3 separate regions of the Pan troglodytes genome follow, and all the other regions are linked to region 1. The links are chromatin contacts, called in public Hi-C maps. All regions are on one chromosome and are shown on one strand. The core of a region is the stretch at or near the end of the contact, and the rest is flanking DNA. Distances in the headings are between cores, read along the strand shown.

Region 1 (3,457 bases), core at 938-3,437:
ATTATCTAAAGGCTGGTCCAAAAATTACTAAAACCAGAACAAGAATGGATGTATTCTCTTTAAAGAAACAGAGAGGACTCTCTTAATAAGAGAGCAGTTACTTATTCAAGAGCTAGGAAAGGAGGGATGGCACTGTTGTTAGGGATTCATGGTCAATTTTTTTCTTCCATGCAGGTAGAGAACATGGGTTCTTGATGTCTGGTTTCTTTTTGTAAGGTTGCTCCAAGGTCCCTGGTAGGCTTTAGGGTTTGCCCAGCCACAAGATGGCAGTACTCAGCCAGCATTCACATGAAATGCAATACTGGCCCCCAGACTCCTCTTGCTCTTCAGATGATACCCAGAGCAGCGAACTGATGCATTTGATGGAACCAAAATAGGCTCATTTTCCTCCTGGGAAACCTGGCATTGAAGAAATTCTCCATCTAGTAAACTCAGACCCGGGAACAATGACCCTAAACAAGATTACATGCATTCCATTTAGTCTCTAAAGACAGAGCCGTTTCCCACACTCAAATGAGGAAACAAGAGGCTAACTGGTCATATGGTACCAACAAGACAATGAGGCAGAATAATAAATCTGTGGGCCTCCCCAAATATCTGTGAATATGTGGCCATCTCACTTACAAGGCAACTAATGGTGACCTAAAAATAGATATCCACTGAAAGATGCATTAAAAATGTTATATCCTAAGCAAAGTGGAAAGTTACCTCAAAATATATTCTCTGATGGTTAGTCAAAACATGTTGTATTATAAATAAATAGCAAGCATCATTTTCCCATGTCAAACGTGGCGACTCATGGTTTGTGAGCTACAATAGTACTTACTAGCAACAAGCATCTGTGAAATGAAGGGGCTCCCAACACATCCAGAATGTATGGTGGCACAATGAGAATTCAGAAAATGCCATTCTCCCCTCTCTGCTCAATCTCCCACCGCTGTCATCTTTACTACAGGCTTGATCTGAATTTAAATACATAAGATTTGGGCTCCACCCACATACTTTCCACCCAAGTATCTCAGAAACTGATACTCATGATTCCCGCAATTCCAATGAAACTGTGGTTTTGTGCTGAGATTATCTGAATAATTGCTTCCGTTTTTCTTGGCCTTATAGACAGAACCCCTAAACTTTGTAAGACCCTTTTCTTCATCTACTGTTCACTAGACCAGTTGTTTCCACGCTCAGCTGATCAACAGAATCACCCACGGTCTTATTTTGGTTTTTAAAGTACAGATGCCATATCACTTTCCACCTACTGATTTTAAAATTTTGGAAAGGAGGTGGCAGAGCTAGAAAGTTGGTTTCTAGCATATGTGTAGGAATAGTAACCCAACTGAGGGGGTTCCAGTGAGGTTTAGAAACAGCTGCACTAGGCAACACTGCTTTTCAGACCTCAGAGCACTTTCTCATCATATTCAGAATGTCCCATGGGAGCAGTAGGAGGGAAATCTTAAAACTCTCCAGGCTCTTCTTTACAGAGAAGGGACAGCAAGAGACGTGCCCACAGTCCGAGAGACTCATACAGGCAGATTCAAACTTAAGTCCTCTATTACTAGTTCATCCTGTTCTAGCCTTTAGAATTTTCTCACTTTCAGCAGGGCTCAGTGGCTCTCATGCCTGTAATCCCAATGTTTTGGGAGGCTCAGCCAGGAAGATGGCTTGAGGCCAAGAGTTCAAGACCAGCACCCGCTTAGGCAACATAGCAAGACCCTGCCATTTAAAAAAAAATTTTTGCCAGATATAGTAGTGCACACCTGTAGTCCTAGCTACTCAGAAGGCTGAGGCAGGAGGATTGCTTGAGGTTGAGGCTGTAGCGAGCTATGATCACGCCACTGCACTCCAGCCTGATAGCAGAGCAAAGATCTCATCTCTAAAACAATAATAAAAAGCATTTTCTCATTTTCTGTGGGCCTTGTAAATCACATTTACCAGATATAGGATTGCATGGCAGACAAAGGCCAATATTCCTGTCTGTCGCTGTGCACTACTCCCGTCAGATAGATCCTCACCAAGGCCTTGTAATCCATCCCAGAGTCCTGGCAAAGCAGCCGGGAAAGGAAATGAGTGAAAACAAAGACATATGAGCAAAGGGTCAAGTTGCCAGAACTCTTTGAACGGAAGAATCAAAGACTCAGGGAGGAGTTAATCACGTCTCGGAGGGCACTGGGGGCTGTTGGGGCAGCAAGGCCCTGAGGCAGCTGGTGGGGACCAGCACTCACGCCCACACAGAACATCTGTTCACACCCATGGAAGTGCAGCGAGCTTTTGTTTTTATTAACTGAAAGAGGAGGAAGGCATTTGGTTGGGGTGGGGTTGGTAAAAGTGAGTAAATTGCAAGGTTTGTATTGGCACCTCCCCACAACCAGACCTGGGGTTTGAGTCTCTGTGTGGAAGGGTGGGTTGTCAGACTTCGGAGATGTGGCTTTCATGAGAAGCTTTTACAAATGTTTTAGGGAAGCAGAGCTGCTCCTAGATCCAGGTGGCACAAAGGTGAGCAGGAAACCTGAATTAGTCAGGGTTCAGGGAAGAGGAACCACTGTGAGCGATATAAAATAAGGGATTTATTATATTGGGGGAGGTGAGAGACCCTTCTGTGCAGCCTGGTCCCTCTGTGTCTAGTGTTGACCTTGAAGTTGCTGTAGGTCAGCTGGATTGGCAGTCACAAAGCAAAGCTGGTTGTTGACAAGAGCAAGGACAAACTGAAGCCCACAAGGATGAAGTGGGACTTGCATCTATCACCTTCAGCCTCAATGCGATGCCTTGGCTGAGCTGCAGGATGCCAGCCCCTTCACCACAAAGCTGCACACACACCTGGCCAAGGACTCAAAGAAGCAGGAGATTGGTGAGAGTCACCCCAGCGAGACAGCTGATCAGTGACAAACGTGGGCAGGCTGCCATGGCACCTACACTGATCAGCAGTGAAAAAACACTATTGATGCTTTACTCCTGCATTACAGATCTCACGCAAAATATCTCTCGTGAGCAATGCTATCCTGGACCTATAGAGAAAAGGGAATTCTCCAAAGGGTAATTCTCACTTAGCTAGCCTAACACAATGCAGATCTGTGACAAGATTGTCTCCATGCTCTGGTACCTGAAACTGGAAGCTTTGGGCCCACCCAGCATTTCATGCATCTTGACATGAACTCTGGAGTACTCCCAGCAGGCACTTTGAACAGGAAAATCATTGCAGCTCTGTCAATCAGCTTCCTGAGTAGTAGACAGCAAAAAGTATGAGCTGAGAAGGAAGAACAGAACATGGCAGACTGTTTCCAGAACATATGAGGCCCCATTCGGGGATTTTGCCAAATAACTAGGGCATACTTTGGGCAGGAAGGGACTTAGAGAGTGGTACCGTTGTAATTTGTACATAAATGGAGTTCTGATCTCATTTTGTATGCAGGGTTGGGCATGCCTGGACAAGTTGGTGACACAAGTAAGTGACATATAATGA
Region 2 (3,850 bases), core at 433-2,932, 260 kb after region 1:
GATTTTATCTGGCCATTAGTCTGTGTCCTAACTCGTTCGTTTCTGAGAGTCCCATCTCCCGGCCCGGATATCATCTTTCCCGTGTCAGTGAAAGTGCAGAGTAGATGAGAACCTTTAACCACCAGCATTAGGGAGGGGTCCCAGACAAAGAGGGAAAGTCATGCTCTGTAGAGAAAAGGTTCCCTGCCTCCGAACTACCTCTGGAACACTCAGACTGAAATGTTTCCTCTTTTGATATAGAAAAGAGGGGTCGTGTGTAGAGTGCAGTCTGGGCAATTCCTCTCCTCGGGACCATTTCGGGGTGGGGGGGCCTCTGGGGTCCGTGTCGCGACGCACGCGCCTCGGTCCCAGCTATCTCCGCAGCGGCCACCCCGCCTGCGGACGCAGTTTCTCGGCCCCGCCCCACACTCGCTCCCCCGCCCCACCCAGTCTCCGCGCCGGCGGGAAGTGGCGCGAGGGGGAAAGCACTGTCTGCGCGCCCACTGCAAACCTCAGCCAGTCTGGGATCGCTTTAAACGTCTGACCCCCACCCCCACTCCGCCCCGCCCAGTTCTTCAACCTAATTTCTGATTCGTGCCAAAGCTTGTCCTCTGCTCAAAATCGTGGAAGACGCCGAGTATGGGGACCGAAGACCTGGGTTCAAGCCCGGCTTGGAATCCCTGCCCATCCCTGGCATTTCATCTCTCCGGGCTTATTTGCTGGTTTCTCCGAATGCGGGCCTTGTCTGGTTCACGCTGGATCCCCAACGCCTAGAACAGTGCGTGGCACGCAGTTCGTCCTTCTATAAATATCTGACTAAATGCATCTCTGTGATGGCAATACCCACACGGTGTTGTGAGAATGAATGAGTGATTCTGTGCAAGTTCCTAGTGATCTGTTACAAAAAGTACTGGTCGCTAAATTACTCTTATAATAAAGCATACTTTTAGGATAATAAAGCACTATTCGCGAATTGGTTACCGCTATTATGAAATTACTGAGCAATACACATCTACATCTGATCAGTCTCCAGAATTATGCCAAATCCTACCTTCTTCTGAAAGTATCTCCTAATTATCTGCACCTGACCCTAGTGATGCTGTGAATGTGCACGTATAGCTACATCCTCCGAAGGAAGGATCTTTACTCATTTTACCTCCTGAATGGGTTGCGTGTGCTGAAAGCGCGGGGAATGGCGTTGGAAGCTTGGCCCTACTTCCAGCATTGCCGCCTACTGGTTGGGTTACTCCAGCAAGTCACTCCCCTTCCCTGGGCCTCAGTGTCTCTACTGTAGCATTCCCAGGTCTGGAATTCCATCCACTTTAGCAAGGATGGACGCGCCACAGAGAGACGCGTTCCTAGCCCGCGCTTCCCACCTGTCTTCAGGCGCATCCCGCTTCCCTCAAACTTAGGAAATGCCTCTGGGAGGTCCTGTCCGGCTCCGGACTCACTACCGACCACCCGCAAACAGCAGGGTCCCCTGGGCTTCCCAAGCCGCGCACCTCTCCGCCCCGCCCCTGCGCCCTCCTTCCTTGCGTCTGCCCCTCTCCCCCACCCCGCCTTCTCCCTCCCCGCCCCAGCGGCGCATGCGCCGCGCTCGGAGCGTGTTTTTATAAAAGTCCGGCCCCGGCCAGAAACTTAAGTTTGTTGGCTGCGGCAGCAGGTAGCAAAGTGACGCCAAGGGCCTGAGTGCTCCAGTAGCCACCGCATCTGGAGAACCAGCGGTTACCATGGAGGGGATCAGTGTAAGTCCAGTTTCAACCTGCTTTGTCATAAATGTACAAACGTTTGAACTTACAGCGCAGCCCCTCTCCGAGCGGGCAGAAGCGGCCAGGACATTGGAGGTATCCGTACTCCAAAAAAGGGTCACCGAAAGGAGTTTTCTTGACCATGCCTATATAGTGCGGGGGGGTGGGGGGGGAGCAGGATTGGAATCTTTTTCTCTGTAAGTCGAGGAGAAACGACTGGAAAGAGCGTTCCAATGGCTGCATGTGTCTCCCCCTTGAGTCCCGCCGCGCGCGGCGGCTTGCACGCTGTTTGCAAACATAAGAACATTCTGTGCACAAGTGCAGAGAAGGCGTGCGCGCTGTCTCGGGACTCAGACCACCGGTCTCTTCCTTGGGGAAACGGGGATGTCTTGGAGCGAGTTACATTCTCTGAATTTAGAGGCGGAGGGCGGCGTGCCTGGGCTGAGTTCCCAGGAGGAGATTGCGCCCGCTTTAACTTCGGGGATAAGCGCCTGGTGACTGTTCCTGACATTGGGTGCGTGTTTGTTAAACTCTGTGCGGCCGACGGAGCTGTGCCAGTCTCCCAGCACAGTAGGCAGAGGGCGGGAGAGGCGGATGGACCCACCGCGCCGATCCTCTGAGGGGATCGAGTCGTGGCAGCAGCTAGGAGTTGATCCGCCCGCGCGCTTTGGGTTTGAGGGGGAAACCTTCCCGCCGTCCGAAGCGCGCCTCTTCCCCACGGCCGCGAGTGGGTCCTGCAGTTCGAGAGTTTGGGATCGTGCAGAGGTCAGCGGAGTGGTTTGACCTCCCCTTTGACACCGCGCAGCTGCCAGCCCTGAGATTTGCGCTCCGGGGACAGGAGCGGGTACGGGGTGGGGGGCGGGGGCGGTTAAGACCGCACCTGGGCTGCCAGGTCGCCGCCGCGAAGACGGGCAGGTGCAAGTGGGGAAACCGTTTGGCTCTCTCCGAGTCCAGTTGTGATGTTTAACCGTCGGTGGTTTCCAGAAACCTTTTGAAACCCTCTTGCTAGGGAGTTTTTGGTTTCCTGCAGCGGCGCGCAATTCAAAGACGCTCGCGGCGGAGCCGCCCAGTCGCTCCCCAGCACCCTGTGGGACAGAGCCTGGCGTGTCGCCCAGCGGAGCCCCTGCAGCGCTGCTTGCGGGCGGTTGGCGTGGGTGTGGTGGGCAGCCGCGGCGGCCCGGGGCTGGACGACCGGGCCCCCCGCGTGCCCACCGCCTGGAGGCTTCCAGCTGCCCACCTCCGGCCGGGTTAACTGGATCAGTGGCGGGGTAATGGGAAGCCACCCGGGAGAGTGAGGAAATGAAACTTGGGGCGAGGACCACGGGTGCAGACCCCGTTACCTTCTCCACCCAGGAAAATGCCCCGCTCCTTAACGTCCCAAACGCGCCAAGTGATAAACACGAGGATGGCAAGAGACCCACACCCCGGAGGAGCGCCCGCTTGGGGGAGGAGGTGCCGTTTGTTCATTTTCTGGCACTCCCGCCCAATATACCCCAAGCACCGAAGGGCCTTCGTTTTAAGACCGCATTCTCTTTACCCACTACAAGTTGCTTGAAGCCCAGAATGGTTTGTGTTTAGGCAGGCGTGGGAAAATTAAGTTTTTGCGCCTTAGGAGAATGAGTCTTTGCAACGCCCCCGCCCTCCCCCCGTGATCCTCCCTTCTCCCCTCTTCCCTCCCTGGGAGAAAAACTTCTTACAAAAAGTTAATCACTGCCCCTCCTCGCAGCACCCACCCCACCCCCCACGCCGCCTGGGAGTGGCCTCTTTGTGTGTGTTTTTTTTTTTCCTAAGGAAGGTTTTTTTTCTTCCCTCTAGTGGGCGGGGCAGAGGAGTTAGCCAAGATGTGACTTTGAAACCCTCAGCATCTCAGTGCCCTTTTGTTCTAAACAAAGAATTTTGTAATTGGTTCTACCAAAGAAGGATATAATGAAGTCACTATGGGAAAAGATGGGGAGGAGAGTTGTAGGATTCTACATTAATTCTCTTGTGCCCTTAGCCCACTACTTCAGAATTTCCTGAAGAAAGCAAGCCTGAATTGGTTTTTTAAATTGCTTTAAAAATTTTTTTTAACTGGGTTAATGCTTGCTGAATTGGAAGTGAATGTCCATTCCTTTGCCTCTTTT
Region 3 (3,590 bases), core at 185-2,684, 390 kb after region 1:
ATCGCTACCCTAGCAAAGGGATAATAGATGGGATTTGTATTCAGATTTCTGATAACCAGTCCATACATTAGGACTATACCTGATTGAGGCAATCCAAGTTTTAAAAAAAATTCCAAGATGAAGCAACTTCACAGACCCCCTTCTGTATTCGAATCCCATGAGTATAATGGGATGCCTTTTTTAACGGAATGTGATACTGATCATGAATATTCAGTGTTGCTCCCCAAGGAATAAGTAAATTCTCCTGCCCCCATGAACTCAGGAATGACGATGTGACTTGTTCTCGCCAATAAACTAGGAGAATGTGAAATGTGTCACTTCCAGGCAGCCATTTTAAGAGCTAAATTATCTTCCTGACTCTGTAATAATGGAAGCATGTATCAAGATGGCGCATCTATCAGCCTAGGTACCTGTGTAATATTAAGAACAGGAACTAGGACTTATCTTTTTTTTGCCAGCACCTGATAGAATGCCTGGCACAAAGTAGATGTTTGTAAATAATCTTTGATCAATTAAATAGGGAATAAAATTTCATACCACCTGCAATTAGAAGGAAAGCTACAGGCAAGCAAGGACCATGGCTGTCTTCTCACTACTCCATGGGGGAGCCTCCAGAGACAGCCTTTCACTTGCGCTGGGATCTATGTGCACCCCTTAACACTTTGTGCCAGACTAAGACACTACCAAGTCAGTTGAAACGACGGAGTGCAAACTCTGGCAGGGGAAACAGTATTAAACCAAATCTCCAAATTATTTTCAATTTCGATTCAAAACTCATGAATGATAGCTTTTTTAAAAAATCAGTTTTTTAAAAAAGCCTAACTTGGGGATATTCGCCCATTGGGCAACCAACACTATGCACTGTCCCTAACACTGCAACAGATCCAGGCAATCAATGCAATTGTATGCGTTTCTTGTTGTCGTTGCCACTGTATTTACACCTCACTTACACAGGGACTGGTAACCCATGCTGCCTTGGCAAGCCAACTGCACTCCTCTGTCCCAACAAGCAGGGCAATGGATTGCGAAGAGGCCTCCTCCGTCCCCAAGCAGCTACGTCGCCCAGGGGAAGAGAGAAGGCGGGAAAGTCCAAGAGAGGAGAAACCAAGGCCCGCGCTTAGGTGGGTGTTTTAGTGACGAGTCTGCGGTTACAGCCGAGCGGAGTTGAAAGGGCTGTTAGAAGAATGGAGCAGAAGTCGCAGTTGGGACGAAGCTGAAGAGAGCTGGCATTCGCCCAGGTCTACAGCCAGCCACCTGGTAACCCCGCCCCCGCCCCCGCCCCCAGAGCCAATCCAGCGAAACTACCGCGAATTCCCTCCAACTCCGGGAAAACTCCCGGAGGGGCGGGGCAAGAGTGGGAGGAGACCCTGCGCGCGGCCGCCAGCGCTCCGGGATCTCGAGATAGCCGCAGCTCTCGCGATCTTTCTGGAGCCGCCCCTCCACGCGGAGTCCGAGCGCGTGTGCCGAGACCCGAGGGTCGGGAGGGCGGAGACTGGGAGGGAGGGAGAAGCCCCTTTGGCCTGCCTTACGGAAGCCTGCGAGGGAGGGTGGTGTCCACTGCCCAGTTCCGTGTCCCGATGCCCAGCGCCAGCGCCAGCCGCAAGAGTCAGGAGAAGCCGCGGGAGATCATGGACGCGGCGGAAGTGGGTTTCCTCCTTTCCCGGGCCTGGGAGGACAGACCCCTGGGCCGGGCTGCGCCGAGGGAGGGAGGAGGGGGAGTGGGGCCCTCCAGGTCCTTGTCGGCACGTTCTACGCAGGCTGCGGGCGTGGGGTCCGGGCGCCTAGAGCCCTTGCCCCAGCAGTGGGGCCAGACCCTCTCCGGACCGCGTTTCTTGCGGGGGTCACCTGGGAGTTTGGCCTACTAGAAGCGTGTCCCCGGGGTGGGGAGGACGGGAAGAACCAGCCGCCCCGGAAGTAGGAGCGCGGCGTCACACTTGAGTCTCTCTGGGTTAGGCACGTCCTGCACGTAATGCACAATCCCTGGGAAAATTTTAATAAGCACTAGTAATCGATATGTACTCAGCCCTCGTGTTCCTAATGCTTTAGCAAGTAATGACAGTACTTAGCAAAACCATCTGCCAATATGTTTAATGACCATTTCCCATGTGACAGCTTTAAAGAACACATGTCATTTTTATTTACTTTCTCCCTCTCAGTGACCCGGTAAGGTAGGTAATAGGAGTTACCGAGAATGCATTTGAGGTGAAGTGACCCCAAATCACGTGGATAATTCATAACACCCAGTGATCCTTCGGTGCTTTTCAGAAATCAAAGTTTGAAACCATCCTACAAGTTATGTGTGCTGTAGTACTGTTAAGCCTTAATTTCCGTCTGGCTCCCTAATTTTTCTATAAGGAGTTCTGAGTTTGTGGTAAGCAACATGAGAAATAGGTCATCTTAGAATACTAAATGAGGAAGAGTCACTGAAATATTAATAGTACTAATTATGAATGCAACTTTTTTGTCCTTCACACAATTTAATCTCCTTCTGTTGCCCTCAGGCTTCATTGTGTGACTGTATCTCTCTACTCTGGCCAGGGTTATCTTTTTCTTTAAATTGTTCAGTAAGCGCCTTAAACATGTCTGGTTTTATTTTGGTGTAAACACAAAATCCAGCACCCTCCTGCTCTAAAGGAGAGGATTCCAACAGGTAGCTGTAAAGTGACAGAAACTTAATTGTTTCATACAGATCTTAAGTTACCTTGTAAAAACTAGGGCAATTATTTTTGTGTACCCTTAATCTGCTTAATTACATAAACTATCAGTGTACCCTTACAGATAGTATAGGTCTAGATACAAGGTAGACATTGTGGCAGAGTTATGCCATTTTATAGCTAGAAGAATCTTAGATCATTTTAGAGGTAAAGTAAGATTGAAATAAAGGCCACTTATCTATTTAATAAGTATATTTTGTTAACAGATTGGACCCTAGGTCTTCTGTTTCCTGTTCCTAACTCTAATCTGTAACAAGAAATTTGATATTATTATATTGTCAGTGTCAAACTCCTGTAACCTGGTATCCTGAAGCTGGTTTTTAGAAACAGGAAGCTGGTGAATTTTTTGATGATGTTTTACAAAAGGAAAGTTGTAGTTAGCTTATACCCAGCATCTCCAGTTTCTAAAAACTGTGGACATCTGGTGCTCAGAAAGCTTACCCAAAACGTTGGTTCTCTTTGAACATTTCTTCCTGTAATAGGAAGTTAATAAAACTGTGGTACTTCATCCTACTCCCTTCACAGAGGAAATTTATGTCCCTGCTTTGAAGTAGTTTCATCTTTTTGAAGAAGGTAGTTAAGATGTGTTGTACATATGTGTAAATTTTATCTGAGAATGTTATTAAGTATGGTAAATCCATCTAGGAGTGGTGATCTTTAAAACAAACTAACCAGAAACAGTACTTTTCTGTTTTCTGTAGAGTACATATGTAAATGAATGACAGATTTCCACATTATGAAACTACTGACTTTCTGAATTAATAAAATGATCCTGAAAGTTAAATTCATTTTTATATTCTATTATTAGTATTTATGTGTTTACTGTGCTCTTAGTGTTTACATAAAAAGTCACGATGCAAAAAACTTTTTTTGTAG

The links. A called contact is a pair of places that touch in the nucleus more often than the background predicts.
Region 2: a contact with region 1 is called in a Hi-C map of stem cell-derived neural progenitor cells, with 9 times the contacts expected there. The contact joins the promoter of CXCR4 here to the enhancer-like site in region 1. A contact is called at or near these places in 1 of 7 Hi-C or Micro-C datasets (stem cell-derived neural progenitor cells), 1 of 1 datasets of contacts at active chromatin or transcription factors (stem cell-derived excitatory neurons) and 1 of 1 other capture datasets (stem cell-derived neural stem cells).
Region 3: a Hi-C map of stem cell-derived neural progenitor cells shows a contact between it and region 1, with 3 times the contacts expected there. The contact joins the promoter of DARS1 here to the enhancer-like site in region 1. A contact is called at or near these places in 1 of 7 Hi-C or Micro-C datasets (stem cell-derived neural progenitor cells) and 1 of 1 datasets of contacts at active chromatin or transcription factors (stem cell-derived excitatory neurons).

What each region holds. Positions count from the first base shown.
Region 1 is chr13:38,419,646-38,423,102 of NHGRI_mPanTro3-v2.0_pri, reverse strand. No RefSeq gene overlaps it. Among named protein-coding and RNA genes, the nearest start is that of CXCR4, 260 kb to the right of the region's middle. Within about 2 kb of position 2,187, at least 2 of the 24 cell types and tissues checked have an H3K27ac peak or open chromatin away from gene starts, as enhancers often do. A contact at or near this core is called in stem cell-derived neural progenitor cells and stem cell-derived neural stem cells, where this site is marked.
Region 2 is chr13:38,158,947-38,162,796 of NHGRI_mPanTro3-v2.0_pri, reverse strand. It overlaps CXCR4 (C-X-C motif chemokine receptor 4), which reads left to right and starts at 1,682. Exons shown (of 2, transcript NM_001009047.1): 1 at 1,682-1,724. The coding sequence starts at 1,710.
Region 3 is chr13:38,025,997-38,029,586 of NHGRI_mPanTro3-v2.0_pri, reverse strand. It overlaps DARS1 (aspartyl-tRNA synthetase 1), which reads left to right and starts at 1,434. Exons shown (of 16, transcript XM_001155169.7): 1 at 1,434-1,643. The coding sequence starts at 1,578. It overlaps LOC107973777 (a long non-coding RNA gene), which reads right to left and starts at 1,663. Exons shown (of 3, transcript XR_001716208.3): 1 at 1,530-1,663.